Linked DNA regions of Sus scrofa: all the other regions are linked to region 3. A link is a contact called in public Hi-C and HiChIP or PLAC-seq data. All regions are on one chromosome and are shown on one strand. Each heading gives the region's core, a stretch centred on a gene start, on an enhancer-like site or on the middle of the called end of the contact. The rest is flanking DNA. Distances are from core to core; before and after follow the strand shown. Region 1 has its middle 210 kb from the start of FOXO1. Region 2 has its middle 190 kb from the start of FOXO1. Region 3 overlaps LOC102159588 (a long non-coding RNA gene). Region 4 holds the start of FOXO1 (forkhead box protein O1). Region 5 has its middle 160 kb from the start of FOXO1. Region 6 has its middle 120 kb from the start of FOXO1. Region 7 overlaps FOXO1 (forkhead box protein O1).

Region 1 (2,700 bases), core at 190-2,689, 260 kb after region 3:
TTCAGAAATTCTGATTTATATGAATATTTTTACCATTAAAAAAAATTAACAAAGACTTGTGTTCTATTTTTAGTCTGGGGCCTAGTGTTTGGAATACAAGAACATAGCCATGCCTTCAAGTCTGGAACCAGAAAGGAGAACAAAGAGAACTGACAATCTCCACAGCATGATTCTTGTGTGAGAAACAACTATTTATTTGAGGACGGATTTGCCGGTAGCTTTCAAACACACAGCTGCAGCTCTACCTGTTGTTGATGAGCTAAAAGTACCTTTGAGGTTTCTGGGGGAAATGGCAGAGTTAGAGTATGTTTTCATGACTCCTCTCCCTAAAATCCATTGAAATAAACAAAAATCAATTCTGCTTGTGGTTGGGTCTATGTGTTTCTCGATTCCACAACCAAACTTATTTTCAAGAAGATTCTCTAAGGGGGTGTTTTGAGGCCTTTGATCTTAATGTAAAGACTCATCAGATCATCCAGACAAAGCTACCTATGTCTCCCAACCAACTCCATTTCTGGAAGCATCTGAAGGCTGCATGTTAGGGACACATGCTACACCATGTACAGCCCCCCATAGCAATGCTGAGCCAGGGAGCCTGGGGAGGGTCTGAGACCTGGCTGGCTGGCTGCCCACCTGGCTGCCTAAAGGCCTCATGAGGTGGGTTTCAAGTGGATCAGGCCTCATTTCCATCTGTCATGAATGCACTTACCGCCTCTCAGAGACTGATACACATAACTAGATTGCTAGAGAATTCACTTGCAGTAAGAGCAACCTGTTGATTCAATCAGCTAGAAACAATGCTGGTGTTCTCTCTTTTGAACAAACTCATGGCAAATTCAGTATCTTCAGGAGGTTCTAGTGCAAACATGGCTTCACACCAGGACCAGGAGGCTACATAATCTGTGAAATGGCATCCGGCCCAAACAGCCTGCCAAGTCCATCTCTATGGTACAGTTTCATCTTCCAAGAGGCCCAGACGCCGTCCCCCCCCATTCAGCCAAGACATTGTCTTTCCAGGAGGTGACCAACCTCTGGTTCTTCATCTCCCTTTCTACAGCCCCCCCTCCTTCTGAAACACGGTCTCTCACAACAGATCAGCTTTCAGGTGTTTGTTTGTGTGTTTGTTTACAGTCATATTCTATTTCTGCCTCCATGAGCTCATTCTCTGAATCATCGCAAAAGTGATGTCTGATGCCAGCAAATTTACAGACAGATCGCTTCTGACTTTGCTCTCTCAAACAGCCGATCAAACCCCAGATTTTACTCTGAGAATATACAGTAGTCAGGATGAGGTAGGCTATGCTGAGGTAACAAGCAAATCAAAATCTCACAGATTTAGCACAACATTTATTTTGTATCCTTGCAAGATCTACTGTGAGATGGCAGAGCCCTTCTCCATGTGGTGAGTCTGGATCCAGATTCTATCTATCCTGTGGTCTACATCTCACACGTGGCTACAGGCTGACGGAAGAGAGGGCTGGCTCCTAAGAGCCTCAGCCAAAGTGACCACTGATTTCCCATTCACGCCTCACTGCCCAGAGCTAGTCACCTGGCCAACCTAACTGCAAAGGAGGCTGGGAAATACTCTGGACCACTGGATGACTTAAAGAGTGCCTGCTGCCTCTGAAACAGAAAGCTACCTGATTTCCAGGTTGTTACAAGCATGTTACTGTCACCCTCTTACACCAGCAATGACTGTAATCAGAGGGCATTTAATGCTTCAAAAGTACTTCCTAGCCCCAAACTCTACTGAATCAATATGATTCAGATCATTTACTGAGGGGCTAAAAATCTAGGTTAGACTGGGATACAGAGTAAGACATAGCTTCATCCTTAAAAAGAGCACAATCTAATAATGGAGACATTGCATTAATAAAAGTAATATTATAAACATCATACAATATCACTTATATGTAGAATGTAATAAAAATGGTACAAAAGAACTTATTTACAAAACAGAAACAGACTCATAGATTTCAAAATCTAACTTACGGTTTCCAAAGGGGAAACACAGCAGGGAGGAATAAATTAGGCAGTTGGGATCAACATATACACACGACTATATACAAAATAGATAAACGGCATGGACCTACTATATCACACAGGGAACTCACTCAATATTCTGTAATAACCTCTATGGGAAATGAATCTGAAAAAGCATAGCTATATGTGTACGTATAACTGATTCACTGTGCTGTACACCTGAAAGTAACCCAACATTGTAAGTCAACGACTAAAGTCGTAAGTCTAATAAAATTTTTAAAAGTAATAATTACACATGTTTATATTATATATGTGATTACAACATAAGACATACAAAATGTAAATAAATATATATTTATATTTTGTAAATGTAAATATTTATTAAGTATATAATATGTATATAATGATATATATCTGTAATACAGAGAAAAATTAAATGGTGACTAGACTAAATGTACAAATAAAGTTTTATTAGAGAAATAATTCCATCATGAAGAATATAGGATGTGAACTTGGAGAAGGCAGAATTTTGACTATGTCTGCAAAGGCTCTTGAAAATATAGGCACGTGAGAGGCATAAACTCAGGTAAGGGGTGCGATTGTGACATCAGGGGCAGGGGCGTGAGAGGGAGGGATGTGTCTGGAATATTGGTACATGCAGGTGAGGAAATATCTGGAGATGGGCTGGAAGCTCGGATAAGGCCATGACTGCCAATA
Region 2 (2,700 bases), core at 180-2,679, 280 kb after region 3:
AATCTTTGAAAATTCTATTGAATTTTTAAAAATTTTTTTAAAAAGAAAAATGAAATTATGTTAACTTCTCCCACTAGAGAAAACCATGAATGTAATCTGTCCAAGACTGAGGAATCTGTGAGACTAGATCTATAAGAAAAGAGAGGGGAAAAAAAGCTACCGCGAGTTCCCACTATGGCGCAGTGGAAATGAATCCAGCTAGTATCCATGAGGACAAAGGTTCAATCCTTGGCCTCGCTCAGTGGGTTGAGGATCCAGCGTTGCTGTGGTGTAGGTCTCAGACAAGGCTTGGATCTGGTGTTGGATCTGGTGTTGGCTGTGGTGTAGGCTGGCAGCTGTAGCTCCAATTCGACCCCTAGCCTAGGAACTTCCATATGCCGCAGGTGTGGCCCTAAAAAAACAAAAATGAAACAAACAAACAAACAAAAAAGGAGAATTCATACCATATGATCCAGCAATCCCATTCCTGGGCATATATCCGGACAAAACTTTCCTTGAAAAAGACACATGCAATAAATTCATTGAGTAATAAAAAGAAAGAAAGAAAGAAAAAGAAAAAGACACATGCACTCTTATGTTCATTGCAGCACTATTCACAATGGCCAAGACATGGAAACAACCCAAATGTCCATTGATTGATGAATGCGTTAAGAAGATGTGATATATACACTTCTATGGAATATACTCAGCCATAAGAAAACAACAAAATAATGCCACTTGCAGCAATATGGACAGAACTGGAGATTCTCATGCTAAGTGAGTAAGTCAGAAAGAGGACAAACACCATATGATACCCTTATATCTGGAATCTAATATATGGCACAAATGAGCCTATCTACAGAAAAGAAACTCATGGACATGGAGAACAGACCTGAGGTTGCCAACGGGGAGAGGGAGGGAGTGAAATGGACTAGAAGTTTGGGGTTAGTAGATAGGAACTATTTCATCTGGAGTGGATAAGCAATGCGCTCCTGTGGTATAGCACTGGGAAACTGTATCTAGTCACTTGTGATGGAACGTGATGGAGCATAATGTGAGAAAAAGAATGTATCTATAAGTATGACGGGGTCACTTTGCTGTATGGCAGAAATAGACAGAACATTGTAAACCAACTATAATTTAAAAATATTTAAAAGCAAACACCAAACAAAAAAGGAGAGTTCATAAATTAAAGAGGTCTGTGAGCCATAGCTAAAAACAGGAACCAACAGGTCTCATAGGGAAAAAGGGTTTCGCTAGAAAGTACGTGCTACAAATTACAGATGGCGTGATTCACGTGGACGAGATTAACCTTTGGTATCAAGTTGACTGAAGTTTCAGATGGCACTGGCCACTGGCCATTCATGCCATCGAGTACTCGGAGTGTGCCAGCACTCACAGGCTCCAGAGGTCAGACTGGGGCAGGACGGAGCTGGAAGCCCGCCAAGGCTTACCAAAGGGTTGGCAAGCAATTCAATGTGACAATCAGAGCTTCCCCTTTGAGTTTCCTGCTCCCCAGGCCTAGATACGTTTCCTTCATGGACAAAGAGTGCTAACCATCCAATCGACACTGCCATGTTTTCTCCATTGCAGGTAACGGCTTTAACCCATCCAAACGCTTTTTCAAAATTTGCATGGTTTCATGGCTTCTTTTCCTTCCTAAGGGATTTATAGCAGGGGGAAAACAGTATGGTCATGACTGTTCACATGCAGATGCCTTTTGAAATGACTGAGTGTTCCATCAGCCCGAGAGAGGCATTTCCAGACTCAAACTGAGTAACAGGTGATCGAGGCTGGCTATGGAGAATCACATCTACTGGACGCACGTAGAGTGGACCCTGTTGTGTATGCAAACAGGGACACCGTCCTCTAAATCTTGCCTTTATATGATGATTTCTGATAAAGAAAAAATTATCTGACATGACGAATACTTGCTCACAAAAAATAAATTTCCCATCACTTTCATTAAATAGATAACTAAAGCAAAACTTTCAAATAAGCATATCAGCTAGATCCTAAGTTGATCTCAAAGAAGACTATGGCAGGACAGGTCCAGATGCATCTCAAGTTCAACTGAAGGATGAGTGACTCCCCACTCGCATGTTCAGGATCTTCTCGGCTCGATGAGATTTCTAATCCACTCTCACTTCTGGCATTAAGTCTGGAATTTACTTCAGTTGATTTAAAGTACTTGTGAACAGGAATTTCATCTGAAATGTCATCACCCTAGAGCAACGGGCCAGGCTGAAAAGGTGTCCTGAACTGGGCGGCTGGGCAGGACAGGTCAATGAGATCTGCCAGGTGGCCCATCACTCAGCACGACCACTTCATGAGCGTAACAGGATCAGCCCTGGCCACTTGCTAGGGCAGCAGCCCAGGATTACCCCCAAGCAAGTCCACACTGACTCTGATAAGGACAGACAAGTGAAAAAGGATGGGTTATAAATAAGTTAAAGAAGAACATGTGCGGGACACTATTCCATCAGCACCTCTACTCGGTTCACAAAGCCCAGGAGCAGGAATTCATTGGTGTAACTCACATCATGGTAAGAATAAAATCCCCAAACGGCAAAGCCCCAGCTGAGAGGCATCTGGTTACCAAGGGGGCAGTTTATAACTCTGGCTGATGTGCAGTCAGGGGACCAATTAACAATGGGAAAGAGGAAAGAACGATAGAGAAGAGAGCCGGATAAAGATGAGAACCCCGTGGAAGAAAGGTTT
Region 3 (2,700 bases), core at 109-2,608:
CCTATCAATCAACACTGGATCAGCAACAGACAAAGGCTCTGATGTGACATTCGTATCGTACAGGATTATAGTTAAAAATGGCCTTCCACTTACCCCTTAAGAGCCCCCAGCGAGCGATGAGGTGGGAACACCGGGACTCTGTGAAGAGCCCCGTGAAGATACCCGTGCAGGGGTACCCCTCCAGGCTACCCCTCCCCGCGGGCTGGCTCTCAGAATCCCTGGTTTTTAGACATAGTGGAACACAATACTTTGTGTCTGGTCAGACCTTGGTTCAAATCCCAGCTTTGACCTTGGCTAGCTATATAACCTTCAGAAAGTAACTTCCATTTCTCCAAGCCTCGGTTGCCTCATCTATAAAATGGGAACAAGAGCCTAACACACAAGGCTCTTCTGATGATTGCATGATAAGGTCCATAAAATTTCTGAGGCAGTGAAAATTCAACAGCTGGTCAGGGGGATAAGGTCCTGCCCTGGACTGAGGTCACTAATAGAATCACATGTGGCTCTTATGCTGAAAAACTAGCCCCTAGCCTTCCAGGGAGCTCCTCCAGACCCAGTTTTGTTCAGCAGGACAGAGCAGTCTGTCTAGTTTTCATGTAACATTTCATGAGGGTTAAGGCTCACAGTCAAAGGATGGTTCCTGAGCTGGCAGGTCAAGTAAGATCCATCAGTCGGTGCTCGGAGAAAGTGCTGGGCTTGCTGATGAAACATCTGCCCAATGTGTATTCTCTCTCCTGAACCTAAGAGGCCATAGTCTGAAGACAACAAAGACGGGGGAGGGTGGGGGAAGGAGATGATAAACGTCTCCCACACAGTGACTGCTAATTTCTATAGCAAGACTGGCGACCTTACTCAAAGTGAAAAGACTTCACGAAGAAGAGGGGGAAAACCCAGGATTAAGCATTATCTATGAGTCAGTTTTGCTTGCATATTATTACATAATGCCCTCTTTAGAGAGGAACAAAACAGAAAAATATTGCCCAAGTTCATAGAGCCAGTCATTGGTAGAGTCCGGATTAAAACTCAGATCTTTCTTACTCCAAAAATCACAAGCTTTCAGTTAAACCATACTATCTTTACCAAAATAACTGACTTGTATTTCATGGTGCTGCTATTTTAAGTAGAAGGGGGAGAAAAGATGGTGGGTGTGGAAGGAAGAAAACCCAGAATGTACCTATAAGAACTGCAAGTAAGTCAAGAAGAAAGAACCTATCCACACACAAGCTGAACAGAAATGAATGACCACACACACAAAAGCACTGGGCACAAAAATACATGATCCATCTCAGGCTATAAGACCTTTGTATCGCCTGGGAGCCAGAGTTAACCAGACGAAATGGCAAAGGCAATGAGGTCAATGGCCTGTGGAGGGCAGCAGAGAGTTGGGGTTTGATGAGCACCTTTGGCTCCCAAACTCGGGGTAGAGGTGGAAGTCAACAAAAAGCCTTGCCTCAGAGAGACTTTATCGATAACTGAGAATCAACTGGGCTCTGTGCAAAGAGGTCACCCTCGGTCAGGGTAGACCTGGAGACGGGTCTTTGCATTTGGGTCCAGACAGGCATTTGCATTAAGGCAGGGTGGCAAGAGGGCTCTAACAAGAGATCAAGCTGCCCAGCAGTGAGTTCAAAGACCATGGATTGTGAATGGAGTTAGAGCTGGGCACACGCTGGGGCTTGAACACACTCAGCTCTGATGGACAGGCGTGGCTTAGTGCCCTGTGTTCCCTCGGGGCAAGAAAATGGAGCTGGGTGGGCACAGTCCTACTAGGTTACTTGACTGACCCTCAGAAAGCATTTGAATTTGAGACACCTGGTTTTAAAGAGATGTTATCCCAAGAGATAACTTTGACAACAGTCATCACTGCAATTTTCAATGTCAAAGACATAAGCAGGATTCAGAGCCTACACCATTTCTTTTCCCCTCCACCACGTAAGGGCAGATTTCTCATACACATCACGGAATGGGCTAAAAGCGGAGACAATCTGACCACCACCGCACCCCCCCACCGCCAAAAAAAAAAAAAGAGTAAAGACAATATCCACATTCTCATTAACATCTTAAATTTAAGGAGAGCCTACATGGATCTGATCCCATAACCAGTCTAGTGAACGCAAGGATGCATGTGGTATGATCACTCCCCGCCGTAGTGTAATTGGGGAAATGGGATCCGTACTACGTAAGTAGGTCTGCAATGCCGCCTTGGCATCTGTTAAATGCCAAGTAAGAGTGTAAACAATAAGGGCTAGAGGTATTCTAAAGTTTATTGTGGGCTGAGATGGTTTAGGTTGACTTCACAAAGAAGTAGAATATTAACTGGGTCTTGGATAAAGGTTAGGCTTCAATAGTTAGAACAATAGAAAGGAGGGTATTCCAAGAAAGGGACACTGCATGAGCTCAAGAGAGGCAGCAGGAAGATGTGGGGCCAAGGTTAGGGACGACGAGATCAGCCTGGCTACAGTCCGGAATTCACGCGGAAAGAGGAGCATGCATGCATCCCGGGACTTTAAGAATAATCCCACTCTCAGGTTTGTAAGACCACACAGGTTACCATGGCCCCTAATCTTTAATTTGGGAAAATGAGATTATCATACATCACCACTCCCTAAACTCTGATACACTCTTGAAGCCAGGAAAGTTAAGACCTGTTGATAATTCTACCTTTGTGTCTCTACCATAGTATTTGGGACTTGGACGGCTCAA
Region 4 (2,700 bases), core at 172-2,671, 470 kb after region 3:
GCGCCGCCGGGCGCCGGCGCTCCGCAGGCGGTGGCCGCCCCTTTGCACGTGTCGGAGACGCTACCTCTGGCTCTGCGCGCCCGGACCCCTGCACTCGAGGCCACTTAGAATAAAATCAAAATAAAACAAAATGCATACGGCCTCCAAAAACCGCGCGGCCAACCTCCACGGGCCGGCTGCCTCGCGCCCTGCCTGTCCCCTCCACCTGCAGCCCCGTCCCCCAGCGGCGGGGCTCCGAGGCCCCTCGCAGCGGCCTCCCCCGCCCAGCGCTGCGGAAACGGCTCCGCGGGGCGGCGGGGAGCTGGGGGGCCGCGGGGGAGGAGGGGAGCCGCCCTCACCCCTGAGGTCGTGGAGGGAAAGGAGCAGCGGCAGGAGTTCGCGCGGGCCGTGGAGAAGGGGGGGCAGGTCGCAGTGAACCCCGCTCTCCGTTCACTGGAGAACTTTTTTTCTGGTTGCTCTGAGGTCCACTTCTTGGCGTACTTTTTTCACTACTTCGGTCCCAACTCGCCCCTTCCCGCTCCCGCTCCAACTCTCACGAGAGCGTACACACAGACGTTTATTCCAATCCTCCGACGGGTCCGAGGCAAGCCCACCACCCACCTCCGATGCTTCTTGCACGCGCTGCCCGCGTGCCCTGCACTTTCAAGCCAAGCAAATTTGCACAGCCGTCCCCTCCGACCTAAGGCGGAGGCAGGGCTTCCCGTGCCCCCCTCCCGCTCCAGCCGTGCGCCCCGAGGCCACTCACCTTCCAGCCTGCCGAGCTGTTGCTGTCGCCCTTATCCTTGAAGTAGGGCACGCTCTTGACCATCCACTCGTAGATCTGCGATAGCGTGAGCCGCTTCTCTGCCGAGCTCTCGATGGCCTTGGTGATGAGGTCGGCGTAGGACAGGTTGCCCCACGCGTTGCGGCGGGACGAGCTGCTCTTGCGCGGCTGCCCGGCAAGCGACCCGGCGGCGGCGGGGGGCACAGGCGGGTGCTGCGACAGCGGCCCGGGCGGCGGGGGCTGCTGCGGCGGCGCCGGGTGCAGGCAGCCCGCCTCTGGGCCCTGGAAGTCCCCGCACAACCCCCCGGTGGCAGCAGCGGCGGCCGCCGCCGCCACCGCGGCTGCCGCCGCCGCCGCCGCCGCCACGGAGCCGGGCGCCTGCTGGAAGTCCCCGCTCTCCTCCAGCAGGCTCAGGTTGCTCATGAAGTCGGCGTTGACAGCGGCCGCCGAGGCCGAGGGCAGGCCCGCGGCAGCGTCGGGGTTCGCGGCTGGGCCACCCGACGGCGCCGGGCTGGAGGTGGCCGAGTTAGACTGGCTAAACTCCGGCCTGGGCAGCGGCCAGGTGCACGAGCGCGGCCGGGGCAGCGGCTCGAAGTCCGGGTCGATCTCCACCACCTGGGGCGCTTCGGCCATGGTGACCCCCGCCCCTCCCCCAGCAGCGGGATTGCCAAGAAGTGCGAGGGCGCTGCACCAGGAGCTGAGGGGAGAGGGCGCGAAGAGCCGGTCCGAGATTTTGGGGGGCGAGGTCGGTGCCGCGGGCGGACGGAAACCCGGAGCAAGACGCGGCGGCGAAGTGGAAGCGCGAGCCCAGAACTTAACTTCGCGGGTCCATCAACATCTAGGCTCCTCCAGGTCCGCTGCACGGACGGGACGGCAGGCCAGAGTCGCCCAGCCCAGGCAGCGCCAGCGTCGCGCTCCTACTGACACGGCCCGAAAACCGAAGGAAGGACGGGCGCCGCGGGCCGCTCACTCTCCCCGGCGGCGCGACCGCGGCGCTGCTGCCTGTTGAATGTGGCGGCGGCGGCGGCGGCAGCGGCGGCTGCTGCTGCGACTACGCTGCCGCCCGACTTACGGGATCTGCCGCCGCCCCCCGCCCGCGGCGGCGCGCGCGCTTGCCCGCCCCTGACTGATAGCCCCAGCAGCCAATGAGCTCGCGGCGGCACCGCCCAGGCAGCCAGTGGACGCCGGCCTGGGCGGGGGCTGGTTTTCCAGCGGGAGGTGGCAGTGGGTTGGTGGGGGTAGTGGGGTGTTTTTTTCTTTCTCACACACGCACAGTCTCCCTCACTCTTTTTTTTTTTTTTTTGGCTCTCTGTTATTATTTTCTGGTAATTTTCGAATGTTTCTGTGAGTCTCTCCGCTCTCAGTGTTTTGATTGCTGTGAGGCAAACCAGCGTGGAGGCGGCGGCGACACTTTGTTTACTACCGGGGAGCAGAACCGAGTACTCGGGAAGCCCGAGTGGAACGAGTCGCTCGCTTGCCCTCGACCTCCGCTCCGGGCCCAAAGCCGGGCGGGGCGGGGGCCGGAGACGCTGGGCGCTTCGGGGGCGCTGAGTGGGCGGGCGGAGGCGGCCTCGCGGAATTCTGCTCAGTCGCCCCCTCTCGACTCCGCCCTCGACTCCTTTGCTGAGAAACGCGGGGAAGTCGGTGGGTTTTGTTTTTGTTTTGTGTTTTTTTCCTTTTCCTGCGATGTATCGAGTCCTCGGGCCCCGCGCGAGCCGCGCACGCCTCCAGGGGCCCGGGCTCTGACTGTCGTGTCCGCGCGGAGGACGCCCTGGCCGCCGCCTCCGCGACCGGAACCCACCTGTCTGCGCCCGAGGGCTGAGCCTCTGAGGTCGAGTGTAGCCGGGGGCCCGTTGTCCGGCCCAGCACCCGCCAGCCGGGTTCCCTCCATTCTTGACCTGAAAGAGTGGAAGCGAGAGAAGGGGGCTCGGCGCGGG
Region 5 (2,700 bases), core at 195-2,694, 310 kb after region 3:
TTTTCTATACATTTTTACCTTTTCTATACCCTTAATGAGTTGATCTCATTTGCATTTATTATTATAACACATCTGTGTGTCCTGATACTAGTATCTTAAATATCTTTTTCACTTTTTTTTTTTTTTTTTTTTTTTTTTTTTTTTTGTCTTTTTGCTATTTCTTTGAGCCGCTCCCGCGGCATATGGAGGTTCCCAGGCTAGGGGTCTCATCGGAGCTATAGCCACTGGCCTACACCAGAGTCACAGCAACGCGGGATCCGAGCCGCATCTGCAACCTACACCACAGCTGACGGCAACGCCGGATCCTTCACCCACTGAGCAAGGGCAGGGACCGAACCCGCAACCTCATGGTTCCTAGTCGGATTCGTTAACCACTGCGCCACGACGGGAACTCCTCTTTTTCACTTTTAATGCTACATTTATATTTCCTGTTTTCTTTTACTATAAGGTCTGAATTTCAGTTGAAATAGTGGTTATCTTTCCCATTTTAAATAAGATACTTAAACGTCTATTTCTCAATTAGCTTCAGAAATCAAGTAGGATCCATTACCTCTTATAATTCCTCCCATTTTCTTTCCATCTATTCCTGCCCACCCAATAAACATAAACTTTTTCTTACTATGTTATTGGATTACTCCTTCCATGTGGGTATATTACTATCAGTATTATTATTACATCTGGTAGCTATTGATCTTTCTTTCATAGACGTCTTTTTTTTTTTTTTTTCTCCTTTTTAGGGCCAAACCTGCAGCATATGGAATTCCCAGGCTAGGGGTCAAATCAGAGCTGCAGCTGCTGACCTAACCTACACCACAACTCACAGCAACGCTGGATCCTTAGCCCATTGAGCCAGGCCAGGAATCGAACCTGCAACCTTATGGATACTAGGCAGGTTTGTTTCCACTGAGCCACATAGAACTCCCATAGATTTCTTTTAAATGCAGTAAATATCTGGAAGAGGCCTCTGTTACCAGACACCAGTATCTTTGGATGAAATAAATGTTCAAATGACTTTCATTCAGGCAGGAGCGGCTCCTAAGCTGCAGCACAGCCAATGGGAAGTGGGGGGGGGGGGGGGCAAAACACAGAAAGGGAAACTGGATGAGGATGGGGAAATATACAGAAGGCAAATTTTACCTACTTCTCTGTTTTGCCTCTAGTGGAGCCTAGAAACTAGGGGAACAAAAATGTAGACTAAATAAACATTCCCAGAGGGCACCACGATGGCTCCCCTGGTGTGAAGGAGACAGAGGTCAGACATACAACCAAGGCTGGCACCGCGGGGTCTGGCGGGGGAAGGAAGGAGGAGGAGAAACGCTGAGCTTCCTCGGGAGCTAACAGCACCGGCTTCGAGAGAACCCTCCCGGCTCCAAACCCCACCCCACGTCACATCCTGTCCACATGCATCTTCTCGGAGAAGGCACACGCAAACAACTGCCTCCAGCTCAGTCCAGGCTCAATTCTTTCTGCGACTGCCCGGGGCTTCTTTATCTCAACCCCTTGTGAGAACACAGGAAACCCTGCTTCCCCAATCCTGAAATATCTGCGTCAGGAAGGAAGGCATATCGTCTTTCCAGGGCCTCTGTTTTGCTTGTGAACCAGTTCGATAGCCCGCTTTGTAAATGCGTGGCAAAAGCAAACCAATTCCCGACCTTCCTTGGAAATGGTATGTTTGCAAGATAATGCCCAAATCCACTTAAACACTGGGTGACAAGTTAGGTCAGAAAACTGGGTGCTAAGAGACCAACTACAGTATTGGAGAGGTCTTTTGTTATTGTTTTGTTTAGTTTGTTGTTGCTGTTTGGTTGGGTTTTTTTTAAGCTTACTAAGAATTGTTCAAGAGAGAAATCATGCATTTTCTTCCCCCGACATTCTTGCTGTACTTAAGGAATCGCTTTAATTCACTTTTCATCGGGTCCCAGTAAAATTTACTTTTTATATTTTAGAGAAAACATACAAACCGTTAGCTGGTTCAGAGATATTTTATGATCAATTTTTATAAATAAATAGCTAAGTCAAGACATCTTAAGAGATTAACATAAATGAATTAGAGCCATCAAGCTCCCTATTAAAAGATTTCGATTAAAAATGTTTGCCAGAGACAAAGGGTGGAACAGACCTCAGGGATTGCTTCATGGGCCCAGAATTCTGTGTTGCTATAAGCAGAAATGGTATTTTTGCTTGACAACGTTTTCTGGGCCGTCCCCCGTGATTTCTAAGCTGGACTCTGGTATTAATCACGCTCATACGAGCCTCAGATGGCCTTTACTTCAGAAGTGATGACAAACCCACCTTTCTGTGAAAAATTATCAGTTGAGGTCCGGAAGCAAAGTTTTTTGTTTTTTAAAAAAGTGCCATGTCTTGAAGTCCCTGCATTCCCAGGCAATTTCTCCCTCTGTCTGTTCCTAAGGACCCACCGCCACAGAGCTGAGGTGTTATTTGTATACCAAACACTGCCATGCAACTGAACAAATAAAAGCAACCAAAAAAGCATAAGCGCTCTTTGCCTCCAGCCTCTAAAAGGATCTATCAGGCCGTGTGTCTGGATTCTTAACCACTATTCCCAGGAACAGTTCCCAGCCGCCTTGCAGCCCTGGACCCCTCCCCAGCTCACGGCCCCCTGCCGCTCCCCACCCAAGTGGCCCTGCCTCGAGTGTCCTCCAGCTCCCGCCCCGCCGAGGATGTCCCCATTGAGCAGCG
Region 6 (2,700 bases), core at 34-2,533, 350 kb after region 3:
ACCACAACCCAGCTCCAACTGCTATCGACATTTTGCCATTCTTGTCTTATCCATTCCTCTTATTTGCTGGAGTATTTTAAGCCAATTCCCAGGTTACATATTATTTTTACCTGTAAATTTCAGTTTTGATTTTCATCCATAAAGACCTAAATTTAACATGATGACAGATCCATTGTCACTCCTAAGAAAAGTAGTAATAATTACTTAATATTATTTCTTTTTTTCTTGTTAGGGCCACACTTGTGGCATATGGCAGTTCCCAGGCGAGGGGTGGAATTGGAGCTAAAGTTGCTGACCTACACCACAGCCACAGCAACACAGGATCTGAGCCACATCTGTGACCCACACCATAGCTCACGGCAATGCTGGATCCTAACCCCCTGAGCGAGGCCAGGGATGGAAGGCACATCCTCACAGACACTGTGTTGGGTTCTTTACCTGCTGAGCCACAACAGGAACTCCTTAATATTATTTTTTAATGTATTCTACTTTCCCCATAGCCTCCAAAATGTCTTCTTACAGTTGGTTTACTGAATTCAATCCACACTTTACAAAACCTGGTTGTTTTGGTCTTATCCTATTTCCTTTTTGGGAAAAATATTTCGCAAGCAATGGAGCATTTCTGCTGGATGGTCAGAGATGTTCCTTTCACAGTGATGTCAGGAAGACAGAACCCCCCAGGCAAAGCAAGTGACATTATCTGAGCAATGGCCTTCGTGTTGGTTGCAACTATCTCAATGTTATGAATCGACTCCTATCACGGCCTCGGGCATAGAATGGATTTTCATCGTAATGAACAGCGTGTGCAGCGATGAGAGAAACCATGGGTGTGGAACAGGTGGGATGTGAACTCAGGGATCGCCTGAAGAGTCCACGTGGTTGTCTGGAAGTAAAAGAGCTGTTTCTTGAAAATAAATAAATAAACAGATACGGCACTAATGACCACCACAAACTATCTGCTGACATACGAAAATACTTTTTAAAATTAAGAATAAAGATTTTAGGCCCTCCTTCCTTTGGAAAATAAGGCCTAAGTGTAAAGTCATGTTTTTGTTTTGTAATTCACACCGGAAGCTGTGAGGACCAGATAAAGCACATGAGCACCCCCCCACCACCACCACTGCCGGGGCCTCAGTGTCTTGAGCTTCACGAGGGTGGTTTCTAGAGGGGAGGAGATGATCTTCAAAGGGCTCTTCCAGTTGACCCACTGGAGGGGGACCCCCTCTTCAACACCGGGACACTCACGGCCCAGGGCGCCTGGGGCCTTGGCTGCTGGGAGCTTACAGCTGAGTCACTCTCCAGAAACTACGTTTGGCCCGAGTTCACAATCCCTTTCTAGGGGGTTCCCATGACCACTGACCAGATGATGTAAAAATTACTAAGGCCCAGGCCTCAAGCATCAGTGGAGAAGACTCAAAAGGGCCTTCCCCTTTTAGGATGGCCAAGGATTCTGCTGCCACTGCCTCACAGGCCAGCACTTCCTTCTACCCAGGCCTGCTCCCCTACCCCTCACCAGTAATGGCCACAGAGCACTCTGCAGTAAGCGTCCCCCACGCAAGCCTGGGCATCAGGGTCTGTGTCCTGGGAACTGACCTATAAGAGCATTCGTGCTCCCGTGATCTGCAGGTCATCAGCTGGACCCAAGCACACTTCTCTGCCCCTCGGACCCCAATGTTGACGGCTCAAAGGCAACAGGATGGCAGCCAGAAAGGAGGTGGCTCCCTTATGAATACAAGAGTTCCAAGGCCAATAAAGCTGAGAAACCACACTCAGACCGAGACGGCAGCCCAAATTCCTCAAGGTCAGAGTATGTGCACCATCATAGGCCATTACAACTGTCATCCTCAACTGTGAACCCGGAAAGAAGTATTAACAAAACTATGGGGAAATGACAAAGGCACTGATGTCTCTATGTAGTAATCCACATAGCAGCCAGGTTATGTCACCCAAAGCTCAAAACCCTCCCACGGAGAGCAACACAGCCCATATCACCCAGAAGATAATCCCACGTGCCTACCTTGGCCTCCAAGACCTAACATGATGCCAATTGCCTCTCTGGCCTCATAATTTAAAAAAAATTTTTTTAATTATAGTTGATTTACAGTGTTCTGCCAATTTCTGCTGTACAGCAAAGAGACCCAGTCATACACATATACACCTTCTTTTTGTCATATTATTTTCCATCATGTTCTATCACAAGTGATTGGATATAGTTCCCTGTGCTATAAGGCAGGACCACATTGCTTATCTTGGCCTCATATCTTACCACCCTCTCCTTTATTCACTCTGCAGCAATGCACACTGGCCTTCTTGCTATGTCCAGAATATTCCAAGACCACTCCTACCACAAGGTCTTTGCCCTTTGGCTCCATCTAAAGTGCTCTTCCCCTAGGTGCGTATACCATTCCACTCTACTTACTTTAGGTCTCTAATCAAATGCCACCTTATTAAGGATGCCTTCTGGCCTTTTCCATAGGAGGATCTTCAAAAGAGGGTGCATGCCCCCAGATAAATGAAATCTTTCCAAAGACTCCAGGCACTTAACTGGTTTTAAGGGAAATATTTTTTGGAGCCTCAAGTTCTGCCTTCATTCTTTCCCTAAACTCTTTGACTTGCCTATGGTTAGGGTCAAGTATCTTATAAATTCCCTCTTCTTACCTCCTCTTTGATAACGATCCCTTTCCCACTTTACGAAAGAAA
Region 7 (2,700 bases), core at 131-2,630, 390 kb after region 3:
TCTTACTTTCTCAAAGGCAACGCAAAAGTCAGAGTGAGGCCGGACAGTCAAGGCTGAGAAATCCACGCCCTCTGACCCTCTGTACTACATTCCACCAAGGATTGCAACACAGCAGCTATGTGACAAGCCCTTCTGCCAGGGCCCGGATGAGTGTGGGTCAGCCTTGACCCTGAATGGGGGCTTCGGGAGGGATGCTAGGCCGGTGCGGAAGTGGATGGCAGTGAGGGTTCGCTTCTGTTGCCAAGATTCTGATTCTCCTCTTCCCTTCCCACTTACAGATCTCATCCCGAACTCTAGACCAGCTTTGAGGTCTTCAGGTACATACGAGAATCCCTAAAAAAGGCTGAACACTACATTCCTCTCATGTCCTATTTCGACCCCAGGAACATTCCCCAGACCCTATGGGAAGGTTGTTCTTACACACATGCACACACCACAGCCTCCTCTGCTGGGCCGGCCAACACTAGCAAACCAAGTTCTGCAGTCCTCCTTAAAGCCGCAGGCCTGCCCCAGGAGAGACCTGGAATGAGCCTGTGACAAGCTCTGTAGCCGAAAGTCTGGGCATTTGCACAATATTCCATCCCGACTATCTTGTTCTTTGAACACAATAGACTCACAGATAAGCCTCGATGAGATCTCTGGAGGAAAGGAAGTTTGACTCCGGTCCCTGTCACATTTAGTTAATGATAAAAGGGGAAGATCTTCCTAGATAGTGGCTTCCTGACCGTCTGTCTGCACTGCCTGGGGGAGGGGCTGGCGCTGCCCTACAGACACTTAATTACATCAGATCATCTGCAACTGCAACCAGGGGCCATCTCTAACAAGACCGCAGAATCTGCACCCATGAAATCGTTTCAAAGATCAGGAAGTATATTCACTAACTCAGGTGGGACATACACTAACTTATTAGCACTTAGACGTACCAAAAAGACAAAAAAACAAAAACAAAAAAAAGGCCTCACAGCAATCCCTTACTTATCAAAACATTATGCTACATACTTTCCTAAGAGGACATTTCAGGTCGCTCTTTGAGCAACAGAGCTGTCTCTTAACTTTGCCAACAATTAAAAAAAATTTTTTTTTTCCGAACAGGAAAAGGTTTGCTATGCAGGGCTTGTTACATAAATTCCTGTTTTTCACACAGCCAGTAGGACATTAAAGAAGCTATGATTTCCAATTGGGGGGAGGGAAGTCGGAGTAGGGGGGTGCTGAATAGGTAAAGCTTGTAAACGTATGTGTCGCTATTAACGATGGTACGTCTGCAAATCTCTGCCAGCCGAGGCGGACGCAGCCGAGGCAGGGAAAGAACGGTTCACTGTGATCTGTGCAGAAAGTCACACGCAACCAGCAGTGCTCTGAGCTGTTCAGTTCTTCAACCGTGAACAAATACCACGTGAGGAGAGAGGCTGGGTGTGAGGACAGAAGACTCGTGCACTGTGAATCACTTACCCAAACCCCGAGTTTCTACATGAGACCGTTAGAGAAAAGGACAAATCGGCAACTCCCCTGCACGAGCTGTCCTCCTCTGCAGCCGGGGCTGGCTGCTGGTGTGCAGCTGCTTTCCTCCGCACTCGCCCCGCTGCCACCTGCCACTGGCGTCCCTGGCCACCCCAAGCGGGGCCTGACCCCTTGGAAGTCCGTGGCTCCCAGGGGGAAGGGGTGCCCTGGACACACTGTGCCCTGGCTTGCTCAACCTGCTCTGCTGCTCAGGTGTTCCACTTTGTTCACTCTATGGACTGGATTCCAAGCCTCTTAAAGAGAAAGGGGCTAGAGTGTGTTTTTATTTCCAAATCTCAAAGCCCCTAACAGATGCTCTACACATTCAATCAATGAACATTTTTTGACTGACATCCCTGAAACATCACAGGCAAGGTATAATGCCTTCCACATCTTTTCTCCACCCACTCGTGTACCAACTCACACCAAGTAACTTTTATTGGGACTGATTTATGCTGGGTATAGTGAAGGACATCAGAATGAATTAGTCACGGAGTCTGCCCTCCAGGTGTTTTATGATCTACCTGGGGAAGGAACAAGTCCACCTATCTATCCACTCAGGACAGAAGATGATGCACACAGGGCTGTCCAGGACCTCAACTTTTTCCTGCCAAAGGCTGCCGCCTCCCCACAATTTTTTTTTTTTTTTGCTTTTTTAAAGGACCACACCAGCAGCATATGGAATCGGAGCTGCAGCTGCCAGCTTATACCACAGCAACACCAGATCCAAGCTGCATCTGTGACCTACACCATAGCTCACAGCGACACTGGATCCTTAACCCACTGAGCAAGGCCAGGAATCAAACCCGCAACCATATGGATACTAGCCAGATTCGTTTCCACTGTGCCTGAACGGGAACTCCCCACCTCCCCACAATTTCTATCTCAGCCAAAGTGTCCTTTCCTTCTGGAAGCACTTTCTGAGAACCCCACCCTATCCTGCAGCTAACCTAAGTCCTGGCTGACTCACCACACCTATGGTTCTGCCATGTCTAACTCCCCGCTACACTGTGAGCTGCATGAGTGCAGGGGGCGGGGGCCTCAGCTGTTTTCTTGTGCACAGCATCCTCCCAGCTCCATCACCAAGTAGACACTCAAGGACCTGTTGAATGGATTAACTGGGCCTACATTTACAGGACGCTTGCGCAGATTAAATGAGATTGCGGGTGGCGTTACCTCAAGCACTGTCAGCTGGGGCTGCAG

The links. Hi-C and Micro-C count contacts between places; a contact is called where the count stands out from the background. HiChIP or PLAC-seq counts read pairs in DNA pulled down with a chosen protein or histone mark.
Region 1: a contact with region 3 is called in an H3K27ac HiChIP or PLAC-seq map of skeletal muscle. The contact joins two enhancer-like sites. A contact is called at or near these places in 1 of 5 promoter capture datasets (liver), 1 of 47 Hi-C or Micro-C datasets (fibroblasts) and 2 of 2 datasets of contacts at active chromatin or transcription factors (alveolar macrophages and skeletal muscle).
Region 2: a Hi-C map of skeletal muscle shows a contact between it and region 3, with 3 times the contacts expected there. The contact joins two enhancer-like sites. A contact is called at or near these places in 1 of 5 promoter capture datasets (liver), 1 of 47 Hi-C or Micro-C datasets (skeletal muscle) and 1 of 2 datasets of contacts at active chromatin or transcription factors (alveolar macrophages).
Region 4: an H3K27ac HiChIP or PLAC-seq map of skeletal muscle shows a contact between it and region 3, with 17 times the contacts expected there. The contact joins the promoter of FOXO1 here to the enhancer-like site in region 3. A contact is called at or near these places in 2 of 5 promoter capture datasets (fetal liver and liver), 24 of 47 Hi-C or Micro-C datasets (alveolar macrophages, blood, embryonic fibroblasts and 11 more) and 2 of 2 datasets of contacts at active chromatin or transcription factors (alveolar macrophages and skeletal muscle).
Region 5: an H3K27ac HiChIP or PLAC-seq map of alveolar macrophages shows a contact between it and region 3. The contact joins two enhancer-like sites. A contact is called at or near these places in 2 of 2 datasets of contacts at active chromatin or transcription factors (alveolar macrophages and skeletal muscle).
Region 6: an H3K27ac HiChIP or PLAC-seq map of alveolar macrophages shows a contact between it and region 3. The contact joins two enhancer-like sites. A contact is called at or near these places in 2 of 47 Hi-C or Micro-C datasets (embryonic fibroblasts and epiblast stem cells) and 1 of 2 datasets of contacts at active chromatin or transcription factors (alveolar macrophages).
Region 7: a contact with region 3 is called in an H3K27ac HiChIP or PLAC-seq map of alveolar macrophages. The contact joins two enhancer-like sites. A contact is called at or near these places in 3 of 47 Hi-C or Micro-C datasets (liver and skeletal muscle) and 1 of 2 datasets of contacts at active chromatin or transcription factors (alveolar macrophages).

The regions. Positions count from the first base shown.
Region 1 is chr11:15,199,327-15,202,026 of Sscrofa11.1, forward strand. No RefSeq gene overlaps it. Among named protein-coding and RNA genes, the nearest start is that of FOXO1, 210 kb to the right of the region's middle. Within about 2 kb of position 1,440, at least 1 of the 83 cell types and tissues checked has an H3K27ac peak or open chromatin away from gene starts, as enhancers often do. A contact at or near this core is called in skeletal muscle, where this site is marked.
Region 2 is chr11:15,219,197-15,221,896 of Sscrofa11.1, forward strand. No RefSeq gene overlaps it. Among named protein-coding and RNA genes, the nearest start is that of FOXO1, 190 kb to the right of the region's middle. Within about 2 kb of position 1,430, at least 7 of the 83 cell types and tissues checked have an H3K27ac peak or open chromatin away from gene starts, as enhancers often do. A contact at or near this core is called in alveolar macrophages and skeletal muscle, where this site is marked.
Region 3 is chr11:14,935,848-14,938,547 of Sscrofa11.1, forward strand. All of the region lies in intron 2 of LOC102159588 (a long non-coding RNA gene), which reads right to left. Among named protein-coding and RNA genes, the nearest start is that of COG6, 360 kb to the left of the region's middle. Within about 2 kb of position 1,359, at least 11 of the 83 cell types and tissues checked have an H3K27ac peak or open chromatin away from gene starts, as enhancers often do. A contact at or near this core is called in alveolar macrophages, fetal liver and skeletal muscle, where this site is marked.
Region 4 is chr11:15,408,638-15,411,337 of Sscrofa11.1, forward strand. FOXO1 (forkhead box protein O1) reads right to left here and starts at 1,422. Exons shown (of 3, transcript XM_021065269.1): 1 at 746-1,422. The coding sequence starts at 1,396. It overlaps LOC102160118 (a long non-coding RNA gene), which reads left to right and starts at 1,996. Exons shown (of 5, transcript XR_001299536.2): 1 at 1,996-2,407.
Region 5 is chr11:15,249,782-15,252,481 of Sscrofa11.1, forward strand. No RefSeq gene overlaps it. Among named protein-coding and RNA genes, the nearest start is that of FOXO1, 160 kb to the right of the region's middle. Within about 2 kb of position 1,445, at least 29 of the 83 cell types and tissues checked have an H3K27ac peak or open chromatin away from gene starts, as enhancers often do. A contact at or near this core is called in alveolar macrophages and skeletal muscle, where this site is marked.
Region 6 is chr11:15,289,633-15,292,332 of Sscrofa11.1, forward strand. No RefSeq gene overlaps it. Among named protein-coding and RNA genes, the nearest start is that of FOXO1, 120 kb to the right of the region's middle. Within about 2 kb of position 1,284, at least 4 of the 83 cell types and tissues checked have an H3K27ac peak or open chromatin away from gene starts, as enhancers often do. A contact at or near this core is called in alveolar macrophages, where this site is marked.
Region 7 is chr11:15,324,176-15,326,875 of Sscrofa11.1, forward strand. All of the region lies in intron 1 of FOXO1 (forkhead box protein O1), which reads right to left. Among named protein-coding and RNA genes, the nearest start is that of FOXO1, 85 kb to the right of the region's middle. Within about 2 kb of position 1,381, at least 31 of the 83 cell types and tissues checked have an H3K27ac peak or open chromatin away from gene starts, as enhancers often do. A contact at or near this core is called in alveolar macrophages, where this site is marked.